Linked DNA regions of Mus musculus: regions 2, 3 and 4 are each linked to region 1. The links are chromatin contacts, called in public Hi-C, HiChIP or PLAC-seq and promoter capture Hi-C maps. All regions are on one chromosome and are shown on one strand. Each heading gives the region's core, a stretch centred on a gene start, on an enhancer-like site or on the middle of the called end of the contact. The rest is flanking DNA. Distances are from core to core; before and after follow the strand shown.

Region 1 (5,353 bases), core at 2,362-4,861:
AACTCAAGAAGATGGACTCCAGAAAACCAAATAACCCCATTAGAAAATGGGGCACAGAGCTAAACAAAGAATTCTCAACTGAGGAATATTGAATGGCTGAGAAGCACCTGAAAAAAAAAAAAAGTTCAACATCCTTGCATCAGGGAAATGCAAATCAAAACAACCCTGAGATTCCACTTCATATCAGTCAGAATGGCTAGGATCAAAAATTCAGGTGACAGCAGATGCTGGCAAGGATGTGGAGAAACAGGAACATTCCTCCATTGTTGGTGGGATTGCAAGCTTGTACAACCACTCTGGAAATCAGTCTGGCAGTTCCTCAGAAAATTGGACATAGTACTACCGGAGGATCCCGCAATACCTCTCCTGGGCATATATCCAGATGTTCTAACTGGTGATAAGAACACATGATCCACTATGTTCATAGCAGCCTTATTTAAAATAGCCAGAAGCTGGAATGAATCCAGATGTCCCTCAACAGAGGAATGGATACAGAAAATGTGGTACATTTACACAATGGAGCGCTACTCAGCTATTAAAAACAATGAATTTATGAAATTCTTAGGCAAATGGATGGATCTGGAGGGTATCATCCTGAGTGAGGTAACCCAATCACAAAAGAATTCACATGATATGCACTCACTGATCAGTGGATATTAGCCCAGAAACTTAGAATACCCAAGATACAATTTGCAAAACACATGAAACTGAAGAAGAACGAAGACCACAGTGTGGACACTTCACCCCTTCTTAGAATTGGAAACAAAACACCCATGGAAGGAAATACAGAGACAAAGTTTGGAGTTGAGACGAAAAGATGGACCATCCAGAGACTAATCCAACCGGGGGTCCATCCTATAATCAGCCACCAAATGCAGACATTATTGCATATGCCAGCGAGATTTTGCTGAAAGGACCCTGATATAGCTGTCTCTTGTGAGGCTATGCCAGTGCCTGGCAAACACAGAAGTGGATGCTCACAGTCAGCTATTGGATGGAACACAGGGCCCCCAATGGAGGAGCTAGAGAAAGTACCCAAGGAGCTGAAGGGGTCTGCAACCCTATAGGTGGAACAACAATATGAACTAACCAGTACCCACAGAGCTTGTGTCTCTAGCTGCATATGTAGCAGAAGATGGCCTAGTCGGTCATCATTGGGAAGAGAGGCCCCTTGATCTTGCAAACTTTATATGCCTCAGTACAGGGGAAACACCAGGACCAAGAAGTGGGAGTGGGTGGGTAGGGGAGGGGGTGGTGGGAGGGTATAGGGGACTTTCAGGATAGCATTTGAAATGTAAATGAAGTAAATACCTAATAAAAATTGGAAAAAATTAATGACAGTAATTTAAAGTCTTGTTTCCTATTTCGTCATGCTTTTATCTTAACATCAGGGAAAACTAACACTAAAGACCTTTTGAAAGCCCACATGAAAATCACTGCCGTAGTATCTTCCTAAAATAAATACATATATATAAAGAGTTGTAAGTGAAGATACCGTGTAATAGGAGAGATAATACCCCAACGAGGCATCACATGCTACCAAACTAAAAACCCCAGTGGCAGCAGTGGCAGGAATGGGTTACATCTTTTTGAGTAGTTTGCCCTAGGAGTCCCATAGACTCCCCCAACATTACAAGCTTGGTTATTCTTTACAACACTAAGGCACCATGGCTGAGGATACCACATCCTTACATTACAGAACGTGGAGAAATCGAATTGATACTCATCTGGGAGCTTCCCCTCTTCTGGCTCTGAGGCTAAGGACCTGAGACAAGATAGGCCATGGGAAAAACCTACTACTACTACTACTCTGTTAAATAAACATAGTCATAAAACGAGCCCTAATGACATATTGCTATAGCCATAGATTAGCGCGCCACTCAACTCCTCAGAGAGGCTTCTGGAAGTAGATGGTAATTAAAACAGAGGCTCACAGTGTGGGAAGCCATTGCAGAGTGGCAGTTACAGAGTGGCAGTTACAGAGTGGCAGTTACAGAGGGGCAGTTACAGAGTGGCAGTTACAGAGTGGCAGTTACAGAGTGGCAGTTGGCTACTGCTGGCCACCACACATACACAGGCAGTAAAGGTTCTTTTGCCAAGATGAGGTTTTGAGAATTAACCAAAGTTAACCAATCAGATGAGAGACAAGTTAACCAATCAGATGTGAGACACGCCTCTCCTAGGCATATATAAGCAGCACCAGTTCTGGGCTTGGGGTCTCTTTGCCTCTGCAATCAAGCTCTCCCAATAAACGTGTGCGGAAGGATCCTGTTGCAGCGTCGTTCTTCCTGGCCAGTCAAGCGCGCGCAAGATCACAGCTGGACAACATGCAAACAGTGAAAGGATCGGAGTCAGCACAGGAACACCGAGACCAAGTCCTCAGCACAAAGGAGATTTATTTACCTCAGAGGGACAGAGGGCAGGGAATAAGAGACAAGGACATGAGATAGAGAATAAGGGAGAAGGGGAAAAGAACAAGGGAGAGGAGGGAAGGGGTATTTGCCCCAGAGGGCCAAATGACTGCCTCTGGCTAAAGAGGAGACAGAAGTAGCCCATAGGTAAATGACAGTTCATAAAGGGAAAAGGGGAAACCCTGAGTTAGGACGACTTGGCAGGTGTGGTGGCTTGAATATGTTTGGCCTAGGGAGTGGCAGTATTAGGTGGTGTGGCCTTGTTAGAGTGGGTGTGGTATTGTTGGAGAAAGTGTGCCACGGTGCGGGTAGGCTTGGAGACCCTCCTCCTAGCGACGTGGGAGCCAGTCTTCTGTTTGCCTTCAGAACAAGATGTAGAACTCTCAGCTCCTCCAGCACCATGCCTGCCTGGATGCTGCCATGCTTCATGTCATGATGATAATGGAAACTTAGAACCAGTAAGCCAGCCCTAATTCAATTAAACCCTAATTAAATGTTCTTTATAAGAGTTGCCCTGTCATGGTGTCTCTTTACAGCAGTAAAAACCTAACTAAGAGAGTAGGTTGTTGTTGGTTTTTTTTTTTGTGGGGGGGGGGGGGGGGTTTCGAGACAGGGTCTCTCTGTATAGCCCTGGCTGTCCTGGAACTCACTTTGTAGACCAGGCTGGCCTCGAACTCAGAAATTCGCCTGCCTCTGCCTCCTGAGTGCTGGGATTAAAGGCGTGCGCCACCACGTCCAGCTTTTCTCTGCTTTTCATTATGACTCTCTCTCTCTCTCTCTCTCTCTCTCTCTCTCTCTCTCTCTCTCTCTCTCTCTCTCTCTCTCTCTGTTTTGCTTTCAATACATCCCGACCACAGTTTCCCTTCTCTCCACTCCTTCCTCTCTCCCTAACTCCACCTCCCCTCTCCCCTAACTCCACTCCTCTTCTAGTTCTCTTTAGGAAAGAGCAGACCTCCTGGAATATCCTCTGAACATGGCCTAAAAGACACAGTAAGTCCAGGCATGACCCCTCATGTAAGGGCTGGGTGAGACAGCCCAATAGGAGGAAAGGGTCCCAAGAGTGAGAGATGAGAGTGTCAGAGACACCCCACTCCCATTGCTAGGGGTCCCACAACAACACCGAGCTAACAGCCACGTATCATATATGTAGAGGACCTAGTGCAGAAGAGCCACGCAAGCTCCACGATCGCTGCTTCAGTCTCTGTGAGCCTCCATGAGCTCTGCTTTGTTGAATGGCTTGCCTCTTTAGCCGGGTGTCTTGAGAGCTTGTTGGGGTAACCGGGATCCAGGCTTTGACCTTAAAAATCTCTAGTAATGTGACATCAATTAAAGCTGCCATTGAGGGTAGATATAATTCGTTAAAACCTTAGTAGAAACTATGTGGTATTTCTGGACAGTGGCCCAAAGGAAGGAACCTGGAGCAACAGTCACCACTGGAGAATAGAGGGGAACCACAGAAAAGAGAAGCCAACAGAGGGGAAATCCCAAATTCTTTGTACACACTTAGTCTAAGCTTCTGGCTTGAACCAAACAAACTTCAGTTAGACTGAAAGCATTTGGCAGCGAAAGAAATAGACCAAGATCTGAGCCGCTATCCACGACAGGGTGCAGTTTGAACCCGAGCTTGTGGTCTGGTGAGACAAAGACAGAAACTCATCAGAGCAGTGCGGTAGAATCTCCAGAGTCACCACCATACTCACAGAGTCACCCCCATACTCACTTGTCCAAGATAAGATCCAAAATGACTCAACAGGAAGTGAGACCCAACCTCAAGCAACAGAGATAAGGGCATCACCAGGGAGGAACTATAAAGCTGTAAGAAACAAAAGCCCAGCCAGTGAGATGGCCCAGGGGGTTGAAACGCTTGCCCCCAGGCCTAACAACCTGAGTTCCATCCCTAGAGCTCTCATGATGGAAGGAGAGAAATCAACTTTTGAAAATTATCCTCTGACTTCCACATGCTGTGCTATACAAATAAATAACTGTGAAAAACCACTCTTACTTCTGAAGCCTACCATAGACCTGCTTGAGTGATTTAAAAATATAGACTGGGCTTTAATGCATTGCTCATCCAGGAAAACAAATGCTGAGTAGCCTGCCCCACTGCCAATCACCCCCCCCCCCACGTCAGACTCCAGTATCAATGTTCTTCAGGTGGGTTACACACAGAAGTCACGAAACACAGCACAGGCAAGGATGGAAGCCAGAGAGCTATGTGCTGCCTTCGCACACATCTCCCACAAGGCACTGGTGTACAGCACAAGAGTGCGTATCACACAAACCTCAGTTCAAATCCCAGCCCCATCACTCAGGACATAAAGGCTAGCAACTGCAAACCCCCAGTGTACAAAAGGATTCATCTCACTTGACCCCAGGTCGCACCCTCTAAACCTGACCTGAGCTCTACTAATCGTGGCCAAAAGAGCTAGTGTGCTGAAGACCAGCAGGCCAGCCAAGGCCTACCTTTCTGTGGTGCTAACAGAGACACTGAGAGATGCAGTCTCGTCTGTGCATGTACTTAACTAGCCGATTGACCAAACCAAGAGTCATGGCTGAGTCTTGAATCACAAGTGAAAAGAGTGGATGTACTAGTCAGTTGCTGAGAGGCGTGATAAATTGGAACCCTGATCTATTTACCACAGGGAAATCTGTTACGTTCTGGGAAAATCTGTTATGTTCTCAGTTTCACTGTCCCCAATCTTGAAAATAGTCCCTAGATGACAAGCTTGTGGAGTGAAGTTTCAATACAGATAAACAGGCTGCAGGACATATCACTCCAGGGGATGCTATCCCAAACAGACCTCTTTGGCACAAGGATTACCTTGTTGTTATTATTTTGGGGAACAGCAGGCACAGGTGGACAAGAAAAGGACCCTTTTGTAAGAGAAATTCACAGCTAGACAAGAGAAACTCTATACACGGGGGGCGGGGGGCATATCTCT
Region 2 (5,208 bases), core at 1,972-4,471, 180 kb before region 1:
TGTATGGTTCTGTAACCACAGCCTTTAGCTAGTGGACTAGTTCTCTGTTGCAAGGCTAAATATAACATCTTCCTGTCCCAGAGAAATGTCTACCTATGAGGGTTACAGTAATTCTGGAACATACCTCCAAGGAGCACCACTGCTCCTCACAGGCATCTGCCCCCGTCTCTCAGGAGACATATACTCTCATCCCAAAGGACTGTGGGAAAGCTCTACTCAATGTATCAGAGTACTATCAACATCCATAGAAACACGTGTTTTCCCGAGATGAAAGACATTAAAGACCAAAGAAGTAAATCTCACAAAGCATCTAGTACAGAGCCTGGAACATAAGTGTTTCCTTTGTAAAAGTACACTCAATAAAGTTCTTACTTTTAAATACAATGACTGGAAACCGTCTGTGACCCAGCATTTGCTTCTTGGTTTGATAACATTTATAATTATTTATAATTACAATTTCATTTCTAAGAATTCACAGGCTTCATCTCCCCAGAATGTATTAGTGTTATATTGTTGGGGTTCAGGAATCACCACACAAACCCTGTGGACAATGATCTCAGTTCAGCAAGAATTGTTTATTGAACACTCTCCCCAAGACTGATCAAACAGGGCCACAAAATGTGGCATCAGCCTGTGTGGTGGATTTGGTTTAACATTTGTATTATGTTAATTGGGTTCCCCAAAGTGTACGAGATTCTGCATGTAAGACGCTGAGAGTCCTTGTCCCCAGTTGGCTTTGATTGGTAGTGGCCAATGGCTGGGCAGGGAGACAGAGGCAGATTTGCAGGCAAGGGAACCGAGAGAAAAAAAGAGAATGGTCATGCCGGGAAAGGAATAAGATCCAGGCTTGAGAGTGGCAGAGGAGAGAGCATACCAATCATGTAAGAGCCAGAGAAGAATGACCCGGGGGGCTCCCCAATTGGGTCTAGGGTAGCAAAGATGGAATATATGTTTTAGTAAGTAATAACTCAGGAGTATGGGGGGGCATTAGCAATGTAGAAGTTTGGGAGTGACCCAGCCACTGAGCTGATTAAGGCATATTAGATATAAGGCTGCATGTGTGTCTTTCATTCAGGAGTCCAAAACATTGGGGCGGGGCAGGTATCAAGGAACTCTTGCTGTCAACACTGGGGAGATTAGAGCAGATTAATCAACTAATGCAACAGGTCTGTCCTCAGGGCAGGCTTTTTATAGGGAAAACCAGGGTCAAAAGTTGAAAAGCAAGCAGTGAAGTCATACAACATTTTTGGCTAACTAGACAATCAGCTAACTTTTGAGCTGATTGGTCCTAGATGTGGTAAGAGGGGAGGTGCAGGCAGTGAACCTGGAGTTCCAGTACATTGAGATAATGGAGTATAAATGATTCAACAGTAACTTTTTGGCTTATTAGTAGCATTCTTCAGTATCAGCTATAGATAATAACTTCTGGAAAGTGGAGGCTGAGAACCCAAACTTCATTTCACCTTAGGAACAAAATGGAAACTCAGTACAAAATGGCTACAGTTGTGTTAAAAGAATCAGGCCTCATTAGCATGATGTTCACTACAGCAGCCAGCACAATAGCAAAATGTCAAGCAAATGACATGGCCATAAGCGGTTATTGGTTAAGTGAATTACAGTAAATCCATTCACTGAACTCATAAAATCCCCAAAGAATAAGGTTTATGCATAGTCTGGGCAAGGTGGTACACACCTTTAATCCCAGCACTCAGGAGGCAGAGGCAGGTGGATCTCTGTGTGTTTGAGGCCAGCCTGGTCTGCAGAGTGAGTTCCAGGCCAGATAGAGCTACACAGGAAGACCCTGTCTCAAAAAACAATGTGTCAGGGTCACCGTGCCATGGCTTTGCATAGAGGACTGTCAGTGAGCCTTGTATTAGTCTGTTTTCTGTTGCTATAGCAACATACCTAAAGCTGGGCAATTCTCTTTTTTTAAAAGGTTTATTTGGCTTATGATTTTAGAAGCAGAAGGTTAGGTATGACTTGTCAGTTTCTGGGGAGTGCTCTCCTGTTACATCAAAACGGAGCAGATAGCATTCCTGGTTCGGAGCACACTGAGAGAGGAGAGCTCACACGGTGTTTCAGGTGAGAGAGAGATCAGGAAAACCTGGGCACATACATTTATAACAACCCATTTTAGACAGGCGATTCTAGCTGACCCCGAAAGACTCAGCCCACCGATGAGACAGACATTATGGGCGTGGGACTCCAATCACCTAGCTAACATCCATTATTTCCCTTTCCCATGCCAATGACACCACACTGGGGACCAAGATGGAAGCACATGAACCTTTGGGAGAAAGATGCCATCCAAACCTGTAGCAAGAAGCCCAAGGGAGAAGAGGAGAGTGCTACAGGCTGGCTGGGATTTCATTTGAGATTCGCAGCATGCGAGACATGGTGGGTTCTCTTCATGTATGAGCAATACTCCCTCTTGATGAAGGATGTTTGCAGAGACAGGCCACTGTCACTTTTGTTTCCCTGTGAGTTTTCCCTACCTTTATCCAAGACATTATTGTGTCATTTCTAGATAAATGGTTCACATTAAGACTCATCCATTTGTCATGAGATCACTATGAAATGGCTATCCTTGAATTTTTTTTATTTTTTATTCAAAAGTTAAAATTATGCATGTGTCAATGTGTCGGTGTGTGCATGGGAGTGTAGGTCCTCACAGCAGCCAGCAGGAAGCATCAGATCCCCTGGAACTGGAATTACAGGTGATTATCAATTGCGCTAGGTGCTTGCTGGGAACTGAACCTGGGTTCTCTAAAAGTTCAATTCCTGTTCTGAAGAGAGGGCTCCCCTCTCCTGCACCAAAATAGATATTCTTGACTCAAATGCATGGAAACTTAAGCTCTGGGAGCATTAGCAACTTTCACGAAAGCAAAGAGCTATGAAAGGATGGGTAGAGCTTGTGAGTGAAGACTTTTCTAAGATTTAAAAAGAAACCTCGTCACTTCTACCAAGCCCGTGGAGCTAGTGGCCATGCTTGCCCACAAGCCAGAGGAACGATGCCAGCCTGGGAATACCCCCCCCCCCCCAGGGCTTCAGGAGTAGCTTTAGTTGCCTGCCTGGGGAAAGAAGGGGGTTGCAGAGAAAGCCCAAGCATCCAGAAGGATGATACAGTGAAAAGAGTTTCTCTCCCTGGCTCTAGCCTTTGCACAGCAAAAGAAATGATACGGAGCAGATTGCTTCTGTGAGTCACAGGGGCAGCCACTGCCACTCACATCTGTGGTCACTGCTCAGGAATGCTGGGGGATTTTCCTTTTCCAGCTTTCTGTGCAGCTTAGTGGAAAGTGCAGAAAGAGATGGACATTGATTTCTTGTGGGGTGGCATGGTTTGCAGGAAAGAGTTTTGGCTTTGGAAGCAAAGACGCCAGCTAGGCCATTCATAAACTTTTTGATTTAGGATACATGTGCCATATTTCTGAGACCCAGCTTCTATGCATTTGAACTAAGGGTAGTGTTTGTTTAGAAATGCTGTGAAGATTATGGGAAGAAAGGTGAACTTTGCAGGTATTCTCTCATTCTGCACTACATAGTATCAGCCTGCAGATGGTGCAATGGGCTCCACAACCACCTTTACTGTATTTTTTGCCCTTGAGGCAAACTCCAGACTGCTTCCTCCAGACCAAGGGCCAGGACACTAATCTTTAGTGCAAATTGTCAGACTCAGGCATCACTAAGTGCGATTTGGAGGAAGCCATTAACTTAGTCCAGTCAAGGATGCATGGAAACATTTAGTTTGTGAGAATTATTTGGTGGCTAAATATCAGAGAAGTTTAAGTGTCTGTGGGTCTAGAGTTAATAGGTAGAATGGGTATAGCATTGACCACAATGATGTGTGTCCTTTGGGGGAGGGGTGGAACTTTGGAAATATATCCACAGCTAGGGAAGGCTGACCAGGGCAAATGGGCTGGCTATAGTCGGCCATGATGGGTGGGTCCTCTTCCTTCCCTACATCCCTGTGTTCTCTCGCACTGCTTCATCAGATGCTTATAAAGAGGAGAGCAGTTCAATTAAAAGTGTCTGGGCCTTATAAGTCATAAAATTTTTAAAAATTATTTTGTCGTTAAAACATTATTTACTCACTGTACTGGCTAGTTTTGTGTCAATTTGACACAGCTGGAGTTATCACAGAGAAAGGAGCTTCAGTTGAGGAAATGCCTCCATGAGATCCAACTGTAAGGCATTTTCTCAATTAGTGATCGAGGGGGAAAGGCCCCTTGTGGGTGGTGCCATCTCTGGACTGGTAGTCTTGGGTTCTATAAGAGAGCAGGCTGAGCAAGCCAGGGGAGGCAAGCCAATAAAGAACATCCCTCCATGGCCTCTGCATCAGCTCCTGCTTCCTGACCTGCTTGAGTTCCAGTCCTGACATCCTTGGTGATGAGCAGCAGCATGGAAGTGTAAGCCAAATAAACCCTTTCCTCCCCAACTTGCTTCTTGGTCATGATGTTTGTGCAGGAATAGAAACCCTGACTAAGACAAATTGGTACCAGCATAGTGGGGTATTCCTGTGACAACCTGACCATGTTTTGGGGAGGACTGTGGAAGGACTTTGAAACTTTGGGCTTGAAGATCCATTTGTTGTTAAGAGCTCTGCCAGATGTTGTGTAGGAGTTTGGAAGATAATGTTGAGAACAGTGCAGAAGATGGAGGTCTGGTTTGTGAAATTTCAGAGGGAAAATTAAAGACTCTTTTCAGGGCCATTGCTGTTTTGATTGTGAAGATTCTGTAGTTCTGGTTAGCTGGGGCTGAAGAATCAGCTGTGGTTAACAAGATACCAGAACTACTAAAGCAAAACCTTTGCATTACTGGGACTATTGATACTGGTTAGCTGGAGCTAAGAAATTAGCAGTGATTAAGAAGAGACCAGCATCATTGAGGTGACATCTTTTGGGAAGTGTTTTCTGAAAGCACAAAGAGGCTGTGTTCCAGAGATATCCAAGGTTGTACTCCTGCTGCAGCGGGACTTGGTAATATGTAAGGGTCACCCAGGTGGTACTGGTTTTGAAGGCATGAAAGGGTCATGCAGAGCAGCTGAGGCTCGGCACTGTGAGAGGCCATGGAAGGCCATTGGTGAAGGTGTAGCCTTAGTTGCAATTGAAGGCCCAGGACTTAAGGGGTCATGCAGTGTTTTGGAGATGCCAGTACCATGAGATGACCACTAAGAGCAGCAGCAGCAGTGGAGTACAGGCATCTGGAGCC
Region 3 (5,595 bases), core at 1,244-3,743, 240 kb before region 1:
AGAGAAACCCTGTCCCAAAAAAGAAGAAAAAGAAAAAACAAAAAGGGAAAAAAGAAAGAAAGAAAAGAAAAGAAAAGAAAAGAAAAGAAAAAACTTGCTGCCAAGCCCCCCAAACCAAACCAAACCAAACCAAAACCAACCAACCAACCAAACAAACAAACAAAACCAAAACCAACCAACCAACCAACCAACCAAACAAACAAACAAACAAAAACCCTGAAGACTCTATATAAAAATATTAATGATGTGGGTTCTGCACAGTGTCGGTAATATCCTGCAGATGCTTCCTGAATTTAGAAGACACCAGTGGTGCCCCTCCCGACATGGGTAGTGCAGTGAGACCCACCGGGCTCTGACCCTTCCCAGTAACTCAGCTCTTGCTCTTTTAAGATAATTACCTTTTCCTTATCACTTAGGAATTCAGAAAAACATTAGTGTAAGGGAAAAAATGCAGGGGCTGGTGCGTTGGCTCGGAGGTTAAGAAGCCTGAAATAAGTCACCACATAGAGTTCCAGGCCAGCCAAGGCTGTGTAGTGAGACCCTGTCTGGACAAACAGACAAACAAGAGCATCGGCTGCTCTTGCAGAGGATCCAGCTTCCACATGGTGGTTCACAGCCCAGGGGACCTGATGCCCTCTTCTGGCCTTCCTGGCCTCGCACATAGTACATAGATACACATTCAGAACACTCAGACATGTAAAAATTAAAAAGAAAAAAAAGACAAAATTACCCATTGTCTCAGCTTGCAGAAATAACCTTCTAATACAATGGAAAAAAAACTCTTTGCAAACTGTCAATTGTTGTTATAATATATATGTATATAAATGTGTGTATATACATTATTATATTACATTAATACACACACACACACACACACACACACACACATATATATATATATATATATATATATATATATATATATATATATATATATATTACTTTTTTCCTTAACACTATAGTCCAAGCATAGTCCCCCCTTTTTAAAGTTTATAAACGGCATCTCACTGAATAGTCCTGGAACCCTCTATGTAAATCAGGCTAGCCTTGAACTCACAGAGATCCTGCCTGCTCCTGCTTACAGAGTACTGGGATTAAAGGTGTGCACTATCATGCCTGGCAATTTAAAAATTTTCTATATCTAAACCATTCTCTAACATTGTTAAAGTAGAGAAACCTATATAAAGAGTTTAACCCAGCTGTTGGTCTGCCTTTGATTTCATCTTGTCAAACACAATGAAGTGTGTGTTCACCCACATGTCTTGGTCTCCATTCCTGGAGAAGGCTGGACAAAGTATTTCTGGGTTGGAGGCTTTTTTTTTTTTTTTAATTTATTTTTTTGCATTGGGATGCTGGCAGGCTTTTCTCAGAAGGATGGAACCTGAGTTTCTTCAGATCTAAAGGTCGTGGCAGGATACATTCTGTATGCACGTGGGGCTGGGGCTGGGGCTGGAAATGGCTCAGACTCCGAGGCTTTGGCCAGTCCATCACCTTCATCATTTCATGCTGACACAAAGCAAAACAACGCAACAACACAAAACCAACCTTCTCAGAAGTCCTATCCTGTCTCCTGTTACAGCTTGGAGAGTGTCTGTCATCAGGCACATTCTGGGAGACTTTCCCTTTATCTAAAGGGGTCAAGAGAGACTTCTGGAAAAGCACCTGTCATGGCCCAAGATGATTCTGGGTCAGCTGATTGAGGGAAGGTTTGGAAAAGCTTCCTGGCTTGGGGAAAAAGGTGGTGCCCACTATGCTACCTGCAGTCTACTTAGCATATCAGACCCCAAGCATCATGCCTGCCCTGTGTTACAGAGAGCACTATTACATAGGACACCAAGGGGGGGGGGGAGAAAGAGAGAGAGAGAGAGAGAGAGAGAGAGAGAGAGAGAGAGAGGCAGAGAGAGCAGAGAGAGCGAAACAGAGACACAGGGAGAGACAGAGTGTGTGTGTGTGAGAGAGAGAGAGAGAGAGAGAGAGAAAGAGAGAGGCAGAGAGAGCAGAGAGAGCGAAACAGACACAGGGAGAGACAGTGTGTGTGTGTGTGTGTGTGTGTGTGTGTGTGTGTGAGAGAGAGAGAGAGAGAGAGAGAGAGAGAGAGAGAGAGAGAGAGAGATGTTTGGAAAAGTTTGTGGGTAAACTGTGCCAAGCCTGATGACCTAAGTTAGATCCCTGGGATTCACAAGGTGGGAGAGAGCTATCCTCTATACATTGTCCTCTGACCTGTGCAAGCGTACTTTTAAGCTCTCCCTCCCCTAAGCAAAACTGATATTAACAAGCTCTATGCTTTAAGAAATAGCCCTGCCCCAAATCCCTGTAATTTACTCCCCATCCAAGCTCCATTCAAGCAGCAAGCAGCTGTGTCATCTGCTCTGCTTCCCAGCCCCACTTGAACCTGCGCTGCCTTCAATGCTAGCTAGCATAAGCTTCACTTAGACGCTTCAGGGAGCCAGCATCGGGCATTGACAGGAAGGCGCATGCGTCCCGACCGTGATCTGAGCATGTTACTCAGAAGTTTCGTAATCTGTGAGTCACAAAACAGGAAGGATAACATTTGCCTCACTGTTAAGTATTGTTCTCAGATGACACGATGCTAGCGAAACTGCCTCATGTATAGAAGATACTCAGGAAATGCATCAAGAATCGATGAGCCCCTCCCAGATGACTGGGGCTCGCGTTCCCTTGTCTCCAGCCCCTTACCACTCCCCTTTTCTATACTCTTGCCTTGCCATGCTTGTGAGGCAGGGCCAAAAGCTCAAGAGATTCTTCTGGTACCTTCTCTGGCACCTTACATACCGTTCTTGTTCAAAGCATTAAGCGTAACCAAGGGTGTTGCTTTTTTTTTTTTTTTTCTTTACATTCATTCCAGGGTGGAAGGTTGTCTCACTGCACGAGAGACATGTTATCCTACAGGTGTCACGACCACCCCCAAATCCAGCCTTTCAGACCAGAGCTCCCTGAACCCATGCCCCCTACAAGCTAAGGCTCAGAGAAGAGCGATGCTTCTCCACTTTGGGCTTCTTAGCCCTCCAGGGCACATTTTCCAAAGCATGAGATATGTTGGGTTGTCATAGTTAGGGGGATTCTTCCTGGCGTCTGGTTAAGTAAGGGGTTTGAGATGTTGACAAACATCCCACAGTGCACCTACAAGGAACCAGCCTGCCCGAGGAATTAACAGTGCCATGGTTGAAAACCTTGACTTAGAGGGGCCCTTCCATAAGGTCAGGGCAAAGCTCTGCTCACAGCCCTCCCCACCCATGGTTCCTAAACCCCTCCTCTTTATGGTGGGGGGACAAGGCCAGGAAGGCCCCACATCCCAGTTACCACGCTCAGCCTCCTCCTGTTTCCACCTGCTGTTCTGCTCTGTTACCTCCTGCCCCTCTAAGATAGCCTGTGTGTCCTACGTGCCACCTGCTGTACAGCTCTGTGGTCACCCCAAGGGTCACCCCCGCCTGCCTCTGCTCAAAGGTTGTCTTCCCAGGGAGAACTTCCTTCACACCTCGTGCCAAACTATAATCTGCCCAGAGCTTTCTGTCCGGCCATGATCTGTTTTTCCTTGCCTCTGGCCCCCGAGACCCCAGGTCACTGACGGTATTAGCTTACCGTCCTGATCAAGTGTGATATCTGCAGGACTTTTTTTTTCCTTGTTCCCTGATATTTTCTTCTGCTTGATTCTTTTTCTTTTCTTTTCTTTTTCTTTTTTATTTTTGAGACAGGGTTTCTCTGTGTAGCCCTGGCTGTCCTGAAACTCACTCTGTAGACCAGGCTGGCTTTGAACTCAGAAATCTGCCTGTCTTTGTCTCCTAAGTGCTGGAATTAAAGGCATGCACCACCACTGCCCTGCACTTGCCTGATTTTTATATATTATATCTTATATATTTGATAAATTCTCCAGATATCTTCTCCAGTGAATGGATGAATGAATAAATGAATGAAAATCCTACTGTTCCAGAGCTGTTCCGTTCTTATGAAGTCAAGCTGACCTGACACTTGTGTCATGTGAGTGCAGTTGCCCTCATAGACCAGAAGAGAGCGCTGGATCCCCTGGAGTGACAGGTGGCTGTGAGCCATTGGACGTGGGTCCTGGGAACCCAACTCAGGTACTTTCCCTTATTATCCCCAACACCTGTTCAGGCAAACACTTAAATGTTATTCTGAGCATCTCATGTAAATGAAAACCTACAGTATACGTGGCTGTCTTCTTTGACTTAGCATAGCATTTAATGGCTCACCCACGATATGGAGTATATTGATATTTCACCTTTTCTACAGCCCAATATTATTCCACCGAGTAGACACACATCATGCCGTTCTCTGGTCGCCAGCAGAGCCGCCGTTGCTAGTTAGGGGCTATCCCGAATGCTGCAGCTGTGGGCACTGCTGTACTTGGTCACATCATTTGTTTGGGGTGTCACCTGGAGTTGCTGAGTCATGTGGTGACTGTGTGGAAATTTTGGAGGGACTGCCTGCTGCGCTTTCTTCCTGGCTTTGTGGATTCACACCCAGCATTGTCTTTCCTCGAGTTATGCCGAGCTTCTTCGGTCCATGCTACCTGACCTCCTCTGCATGGCATACCTGGGAGGCTCCTGTGCCTCCTGAGGGGCACCCTCTATGGCCAACACCTCAGTCACAAGGAAGGGAGTTTCAATATCCCAGGGCTCAGGTTACACGGGCAGCAACTACAATGAAGCCTCGAGTGAGAACCCTCAGCTCCTCCCTTCTGTTCGTGCTCCATCTGCTACCTGAGTGCTCCCTAAAGCAAATCTATTTTGCTTTAGGGATACCTACAAGTCTAGTAAGCCTACCGACACTGCCCATGACCTCTCTATGGGCTCACCATGCTGAGCGTCACAAGCTAACCCACCAGAGGCCATCCGCTTGGCTAAACCTCCCTGCCTTGGGTTAGGCCACTCCCTCCTCAAATGTGATTTCCTCCCTTTCCTAGTCAGGAAGAACAGCCTGACTGGCTTTCCTCTTGTGCTGGCCTGGGTCCAGCCCTCACCACCCTCATCTGGGAGTGCCTCTTGGCTTGAACTGGCTTAGCGTTCACCTTTGAATCTGAGTGATAGCCATGTGTGGAATTTCAAATGTGGTAAAAGCAAAAATAAAGTCCCAAGCTTGGAAAGAGCGTTCTTTATATGTTAATTTCCCCCACATCTGGGTTTCACATATGTACAGTAGCAAAGCCATGTAGGAGACAGTATAAGATAGAGAAGCCTCCAAGACCTGAATTCCATTCCCGCTGTCCCCTTGGTGAGCTTGGTCATGAGGGCTACCATCTCCCCTCCGAGGCCTCGGTGCTCGTCGATACGAGGGGGTGTTGTATTCCTTTCCAATTCACTCAACAGACTCTTGCCAGGACCTGTTCAGGCGAGGAAAGGCCAACAAGACAGGAAGTGACTTATATCCAGCAGGGAGGGCCACAGATAAGCAGGCAGGTGACCATAAAAGAGTGGTAAAGCGTGTTCTGAAAGATGGGGCTAGCAAGGAGAGTACGTTTTCCCTCCATCGGGAGTTTTCAAGCCAGTACTGAGCATCCAGTGGTAACTACCCCAGCAAATGGGGCCAAGCAGAAAAGGGTCCAGGAAGAAAAGCCTG
Region 4 (5,928 bases), core at 1,308-3,807, 200 kb before region 1:
ATCCTCTGGTAGGTGCTTCTTCATGAAGAAAAAAGGAGAAGATATAGGGAAACACATAGGTTTCATTTTACCAAACTTCTAGAATTCCCATGGAAGTCAAATGTACAACTTGCCTGGTCTGGGGAAGATTTGGAGGAACAGTAATTTTTATTTTTATTTTTACCTGTTTTTAGTTTGTAGTACAGATGTGACTGCATCCAATACTGACACATTGTTCCTCTGGCCCACAGTCCCAGTCACCACGGCAGAGCTCAGCACAGGTGCCTATGTCAGAAAAGATCAGTTGAAAGCAGGCATGGTGGAATAAACCTTTAATCCTGGACTCCTAGGCTAAGGCAGGCAGATCATCAGCTAAAGGTCAAGCTGAATTACTTGATGAGTTTATCCTCTCAAGGACAGACAAATAGACTAATGAAAACCTCCATGCTTTAGATTCAAGTGCTGAGGACGACAGTCCTCGATTAAGGAGTACATTTCACCAGTTCCTTTTAACTGAAGTCATAATACCATTTGTAAAGTGTTACTGTCTATTTCTGTTAAAACAAGGCACACACATAATCTCATTAAAGAAAGCCTACTTTAGAGACATGGATAGAGGGATTGCATCTGTGGAAAGAAAGGAGGAAGGTTGCTTAAATGAAATCATTTCCCCCCACATGACAGTCCATGGAGCAGAGAAGGGCATATTCAGACTTGCTGGTTACCTTACAGTCACTCTGTGCGGTTAGTCTCCCTAGCTCTGTTTTATAGCCCTAAGTGTTTCTGGTGCTGTTGTTGCTTTGTGGTGAGAAAGCTGAAGATCTCTTGTCCCTAATCACAGTCGTTGGAGCAATCATTAAATATTTATGGTATTTTGCTGTATATGAAGCATTTAGGAAGGACATGGATGTAAAAAGGGCCTCTTAGAGCCTTCCAATGCAAGTAAGACTTATGTCTAAGGTACTGGAGACAGAGCAGTGTTTCACAAGTGTCCTGCAAGGTAGTTCTAGAAGACTCAAAGGGCTCAGAGGAGATAAAACATTATTTGTTGTTCGTCAGAAAAAGTAAGCCTTGGAGTACAGGGATATTGTCAAGAAAGAGTAGTGGGGGAAAGCAGGAGGGGTGCTGTGTGGAAAGATGCAAAAAGTCACAAGGGGAAATGTAGTAGGGTGGAACTTTGGGGAGGTCCGTGTGTGACCTGGGACACAGGACCTACAGAGGCACTCCCAGGACCAGAGACTGACTCTTCAAGTCCTACCCCTTAGACATATTATCTGCCACTCCCAGTTCCCCTGGAATAGGAGGAGTCAGGAGGATTGGCAAGTAGAGGTCTGGGCGAGTTTGGGAACAGGAGAAATAAATGTTGCAAAGGGCAAGCAGGCCATCAGGACCTGTGGATTTGGGATTTCACTTAATAAACTGAGAGAAGGTCATTTGGGAGGATTATCTGCTGCAAAGGCATAGACAGAACCAGGATCCAACTAGTAAGCACATCCAAGAAGGAAGAGGGGGTGGAGAGGGCTTCTGGGAAGCTTTTGCAATGGCAGGGCTGTGGAGTAATCAGGGATGGACACAGTGAGGCAACAGAGGGCAAAGGACGGAAGAGATGCAAACTGTTTCAAAAACAGGTAGTTGATGGAGTGAAGACGAGAGGCTAAACTCTATCTAAAGACATTTAGGGGCAAGCATTCAGTCCAAGATAATCCAGGGCTGGCTGGCTGTAGGATAGGGGTTGTGGGGTAGGGGTGGGCAGACAGCATCAGTCTGCAAAGGCGAGACTTTATTACAGAGGAGAGTGTGTCAGGAGTTTGATGAGGCTGTGGTCACAAAAGGGCTAAGGGAAGAATGGGCAGAGGATTAAGAGTAGTCCTTTGAGGCCAAATAAGATGGGGTGGATTGTGCTTGTAATCCCAGCATAGCAAGATGAAGCAGGAAGATTGCCATGTTGTTGAGGTCAGCCTGGGTTACACAGTCAGTTCCTGGCCAGCTTGGGCAAACATACAAACAAACAACAATGAAAACCCACGGCAACAAAACCCTTTCTGAGAATAATATTGGTAAAGAAGATTGAGATTGACCTGTGTCTAGCATAATTACAAGAATATTTTCTGTAGACAGGTCAAGGTAGACGCCAGTAGAGAAGGAGACGTCTGGGAGAGGGAGCTTGGCTGAGGAGCAAGCAGGAGGGGGGTCCAGTCAGGTGACCCAGGGAATGGAGAGAGGGAAAGCAGAAGAGGGATTCTGTTCTGGGGAATTCAGAGGTGACCATCAAGGAGGATCCTAAAGAGAACTCTTTCCTCCAGTTTCTCCCTCCTTCCTGCACACACTGGTTCTGGATGTCTTCTCACCCCTCACTTGAGGAAGAATAGTGCAACCGTGTTTGCCCAGACGTACCTAAAAGCTGCAGAGGTCTCACTGCAGCCTGCAGCTCCTGTACCTCTAGGCTGAGGGTGATGAGGGACACCAACAGAAGGAAGGCTCCTAGCTTCATGCTGCTGCTGAAGGATGTTAGCCAATACGCAGCAGGGCCAAGAGCTGCCAGAATTTAAACCTCTTCACCCACTGAGCTAGGCAGCAAGGCTAGGGGCGGGCCTGCACACCACAGAAGCCAAAGCCCCGCCTGGAAACCAGCATTGCCAGGGACACACACTATGTATGTCCTGGGTAGTGCCATCTTACTCAAGCCAAGCTCCGTGCCACAGAACACCCTCTGTTCCACAGATAGTCCTCCTAAAGTTGGAAAGCTGGGGTGGTAAGGGACTCTCGTTCCTTTTCAATGAAGTATTAGAGATCTACTCTGGGCCAGGAATGAGCTGTGATAAGGAATGTGTCCTCAGGGAATGACAATCCAGGAGCTGGGTGTCAGCTAGGACACCATCTGCTTTTGTACTTCTCTCTCCTTGCTCTAGGACAGTTGTTCCTGTAACTGAGGGCAGGGAGAGACCGTGGGAGAGCCAGTGGGGTGCGGCCACCTGTTGAGGAGACAGTAAGCCAGCGTCGTTCCCTCTGCCTTGATGCCATCATCTCTGCTGTTTGGAGCCTTCATTTTGGGGAACCCCAGCTGTCAATATCTACATCAAACCCTCCCAGGATGCCTCTCAGGCTGCACCACTGCTGTGCGACTTGGAGAGTGAGTGGGGTGAGAGTGACAACTAGCCCAGGTGTGAGCTTTCACTTCTTCCTTCTTGTAGACACGCCTGCTAATCCAGATGAGTGATTTGTAACTCAGACCATCTGTGGTTTGGGTGCCAGGGGAGATACCCTCTTCTTTCCCTGGTGGTGGGGGAGGAGCACACACAATGTGTCAATTTGATACAAGCTAGAGTTCCCAGAGAGAAAGGAGCCTCAGTGAAGAAGAGGCCTCTATGAGATCCAGCTCTAAGGCATTTTCTCAATTAGTGATCAATGGGAGAGGGCCCAGCCCATTGTGGGTGGTGCCATCCCTGGGCTGGTGGTGGTCCTAGCATCTCTAAGAAAGCAGACTGAGCAAGCCAGTAATCAGTTTCCTTCCATGGTTCTTGCCTCCAGGTTCCAGCCCTGCTTGAGTTCCTGTCCTGACTTCTTCCAATGATCTGGCAGTGTAAGCCAAAAAGCCCCTTTCCTCCCCAACTGGCTTTCTGGTCATGGTGTTTCATTGCAGTCATAGAAACCCTAAGTAAGACAAATACTGTAACTCATAAAATACCTTAACATGAAATGAGCTGGAAGCAGGGGGTAAGAGGGAGAGGGAGAAGTCACAGGATCAGTTTGTTGTGCCTTTGTAGGTGTCTGGGAAAATGGTTTATTTCAACAGTAGAGGGCAGGGGCCCTAAGTTTAATTCCTAGGAACACACACGCACACACGCACACGCACACGCACACGAGGGGAGAGAGGGAGGAAGAGAGGACTATCATTTCACAAGGACTATGGTTCCTAATTCTGGAGCTACAGGAAGAGTCTCTTCCTTTCATTTGTCACAGATCTTACATGCCACAAGCTGGAGGTCCTCTGACAAACAACTGATGCCATACACTGCTAGCTCTCTCAAGGGGGTTAGAAGACAGAGTTATGGGCCGTGCAGAAAGTATTTTTGCAAGCTGCTTTAACTCCACTCTGCCTAGCCCACTGGTGTACAATTTCTGCAATAGTCCAAAATCTGGTATATTACTGACTTCTCGTCACTGTGATAAAATACCTGGCTAATGTAACTGGAAGGAGGAAGGATTTTTTCTGGCTCCGCCCGGTTCACTATTTGAGGGTGTTGTCATCACGGTGGGGAAGGCATAGCAATCTATGCAGCTAGGACGTCTCACAGCTTTGCAGACGAGAAGAGGGAAAGAGAGACAGAGATAGTGAGACATGAAGTGATCCGAAGAAAAACAGAGACCAGAGAGACAGACAGATGGAGAGAGACACACAGAGAGAAACAAACGGAGAGGCACACACAGAGAACAGGTCCTAAGTCTTCCATCCCATTCCTAGTACCCTACTTCCCTCAAACAAGCTCTAGCTCCTCAAGTTTCTGAAGCCTCCCCAGACAGCACCCCCTACTAGGGACCAAGTATTCAAGCATCCAAGCCCATGGTGGGGACATGCTATGCTTGAACCATAACAACTAATAAAGACTTTTTAGAGATCTTAAGCACTGAAGGGGGTACACAGTGTGTTTTCATGTAATTCCATATTTTCACAATACTGAGACTGGAAATAAAACCATTTCTGAAGTTACACAAAGGTCAAAGGTGTATGGAGATCATTCTCATCTCTCTTCAGATAGCCTTAATTCTGAGTTTACTTTTGATGCCCTAAGCATGCGCTTTATTGGGTCCTGAGAGATATTCAGAGATGAGTGGGGACTTGTGAGTTTGAGGGAAACATTCCATCCTGCCCCCTCATGTCTTCTCTTGGGCCCCACTTGTCTCCACCATCCAGGCACTCCCGTCCGCTCTGCTTCATTCATGATGCTGAGTACAGTAACCTTTAAGCTGTCTGGCTCAAGCTCTGCCTGGAACACGGAATTCCCTTTCCGTTCTTCTGTGAATGTGGGCATTCTTGTCTGTCAGAAGTCAAGTCCTCTATCAGCCATCCTAGCTTAAACTTCATCTCTGAAACTTTTCCAGGCCCAAACCCTGGGAGAGTAACTTGGTCTTCAGACTGTCATAGTCCATAATGAGCTCTGTTAGCACATAGTACTTAATTACTGCTGCCTTACATTTCTCTCCTGGGAGGATTTGATAGCGAGGAGGGGTTTGTTTGTAATGCCCCATGTGGGTGTTTATTGTTCTCAGTGACTCTAGGGAGTGATGGTGTAGATTTTTCTAGCCACATGATGATGGGGGAGAGAGAAGATTGAGAACGGGAGAGGTTGAGGGGAGGACAAGATGCTGGGGTGGACCTACCTAGATCTCATACTGAGTTCTTGAAGCTGCTAGACCGGGTATTCAATAAAGGTACACACCTTAAGATGACAGCATTGGAGCTCAATAAATCAATAAATCAATCAATAAAGGTACACACCTTAAGATGACAGCATTGGAGCTCAATAAATCTCCACTGGAATCCCACCGTGTACCACTGAACATGTGACTGTAGGTAGAGAAGAATTCATTTTAGTCAATAAAGAACCATGCTCATTTTGAACCCAGTTTATGCATCTGCTGGAGTGTGCCAGAGCTGGTGTTCAGTGCAGAGGTTATGGAGGCAACAGGTATGGGGCTTATTCTTAAAGAGCTTCCACTTTAAAGGGGGAAGCTAGAGAGGAACAAAGAGCCCACAGAAATCCCGCTGGCTGAGAACCAGAGTCTCAACTTGCCACAGGCTTGAGTCATTTTGGAAGAGGGGACCTCAGTTGAGAAACAGCAGTTGAGAAAATGTCCCTACCCAGATTGGCCTGTGGACAAGTCAGTAGGACATTTTAAAAGTTAGTGACTGGTGTGGGAAGGCCCAACCTATGGTGGGTGGTCCTACGC

Evidence for each region. Promoter capture Hi-C pulls out the DNA fragments that hold promoters and counts their contacts. Hi-C and Micro-C count contacts between places; a contact is called where the count stands out from the background. HiChIP or PLAC-seq counts read pairs in DNA pulled down with a chosen protein or histone mark.
Region 2: a Hi-C map of bone marrow-derived macrophages shows a contact between it and region 1, with 8 times the contacts expected there. The contact joins two enhancer-like sites. A contact is called at or near these places in 9 of 39 promoter capture datasets (the C10 cell line, the HPC-7 cell line, cranial neural crest and 6 more), 7 of 15 datasets of contacts at CTCF or cohesin (CD8 T cells, the G1E-ER4 cell line, embryonic stem cells and 3 more), 203 of 484 Hi-C or Micro-C datasets (the 3T3-L1 cell line, 3T3-L1-derived adipocytes, the AML12 cell line and 107 more), 22 of 115 datasets of contacts at active chromatin or transcription factors (CD8 T cells, the HPC-7 cell line, PVALB interneurons and 17 more) and 4 of 9 other capture datasets (adipose tissue, liver, macrophages and 1 more).
Region 3: a BATF HiChIP or PLAC-seq map of CD8 T cells shows a contact between it and region 1, with 7 read pairs. The contact joins two enhancer-like sites. A contact is called at or near these places in 2 of 15 datasets of contacts at CTCF or cohesin (large pre-B cells and pro-B cells), 6 of 484 Hi-C or Micro-C datasets (bone marrow-derived macrophages, embryonic fibroblasts, embryonic stem cells and 1 more), 8 of 115 datasets of contacts at active chromatin or transcription factors (CD8 T cells, the HPC-7 cell line, bone marrow-derived macrophages and 4 more) and 4 of 9 other capture datasets (adipose tissue, embryonic stem cells, liver and 1 more).
Region 4: a promoter capture Hi-C map of the HPC-7 cell line shows a contact between it and region 1. The contact joins the promoter of Wfdc21 here to the enhancer-like site in region 1. A contact is called at or near these places in 31 of 39 promoter capture datasets (the 3T3-L1 cell line, 3T3-L1-derived adipocytes, the C10 cell line and 19 more), 10 of 15 datasets of contacts at CTCF or cohesin (CD8 T cells, the G1E-ER4 cell line, the NIH/3T3 cell line and 5 more), 333 of 484 Hi-C or Micro-C datasets (the 3T3-L1 cell line, 3T3-L1-derived adipocytes, the 4T1 cell line and 163 more), 63 of 115 datasets of contacts at active chromatin or transcription factors (the 230-238 cell line, CD4 single positive thymocytes, CD8 T cells and 46 more) and 6 of 9 other capture datasets (adipose tissue, embryonic stem cells, embryonic tail and 3 more).

Annotation. Positions count from the first base shown.
Region 1 is chr11:83,549,084-83,554,436 of GRCm38.p6, reverse strand. No RefSeq gene overlaps it. Among named protein-coding and RNA genes, the nearest start is that of Ccl5, 21 kb to the right of the region's middle. Within about 2 kb of position 3,611, at least 95 of the 459 cell types and tissues checked have an H3K27ac peak or open chromatin away from gene starts, as enhancers often do. A contact at or near this core is called in the 4T1 cell line, the 63-12 cell line, B cells and 44 more, where this site is marked.
Region 2 is chr11:83,727,299-83,732,506 of GRCm38.p6, reverse strand. No RefSeq gene overlaps it. Among named protein-coding and RNA genes, the nearest start is that of Wfdc21, 17 kb to the left of the region's middle. Within about 2 kb of position 3,221, at least 36 of the 459 cell types and tissues checked have an H3K27ac peak or open chromatin away from gene starts, as enhancers often do. A contact at or near this core is called in bone marrow-derived macrophages, where this site is marked.
Region 3 is chr11:83,786,364-83,791,958 of GRCm38.p6, reverse strand. No RefSeq gene overlaps it. Among named protein-coding and RNA genes, the nearest start is that of Gm38934, 22 kb to the left of the region's middle. Within about 2 kb of position 2,493, at least 133 of the 459 cell types and tissues checked have an H3K27ac peak or open chromatin away from gene starts, as enhancers often do. A contact at or near this core is called in CD8 T cells, the HPC-7 cell line, bone marrow-derived macrophages and 1 more, where this site is marked.
Region 4 is chr11:83,743,569-83,749,496 of GRCm38.p6, reverse strand. It overlaps Wfdc21 (WAP four-disulfide core domain 21), which reads right to left and starts at 2,557. Exons shown (of 3, transcript NM_183249.2): 1 at 2,374-2,557; 2 at 164-264. The coding sequence starts at 2,470. The coding sequence ends at 170.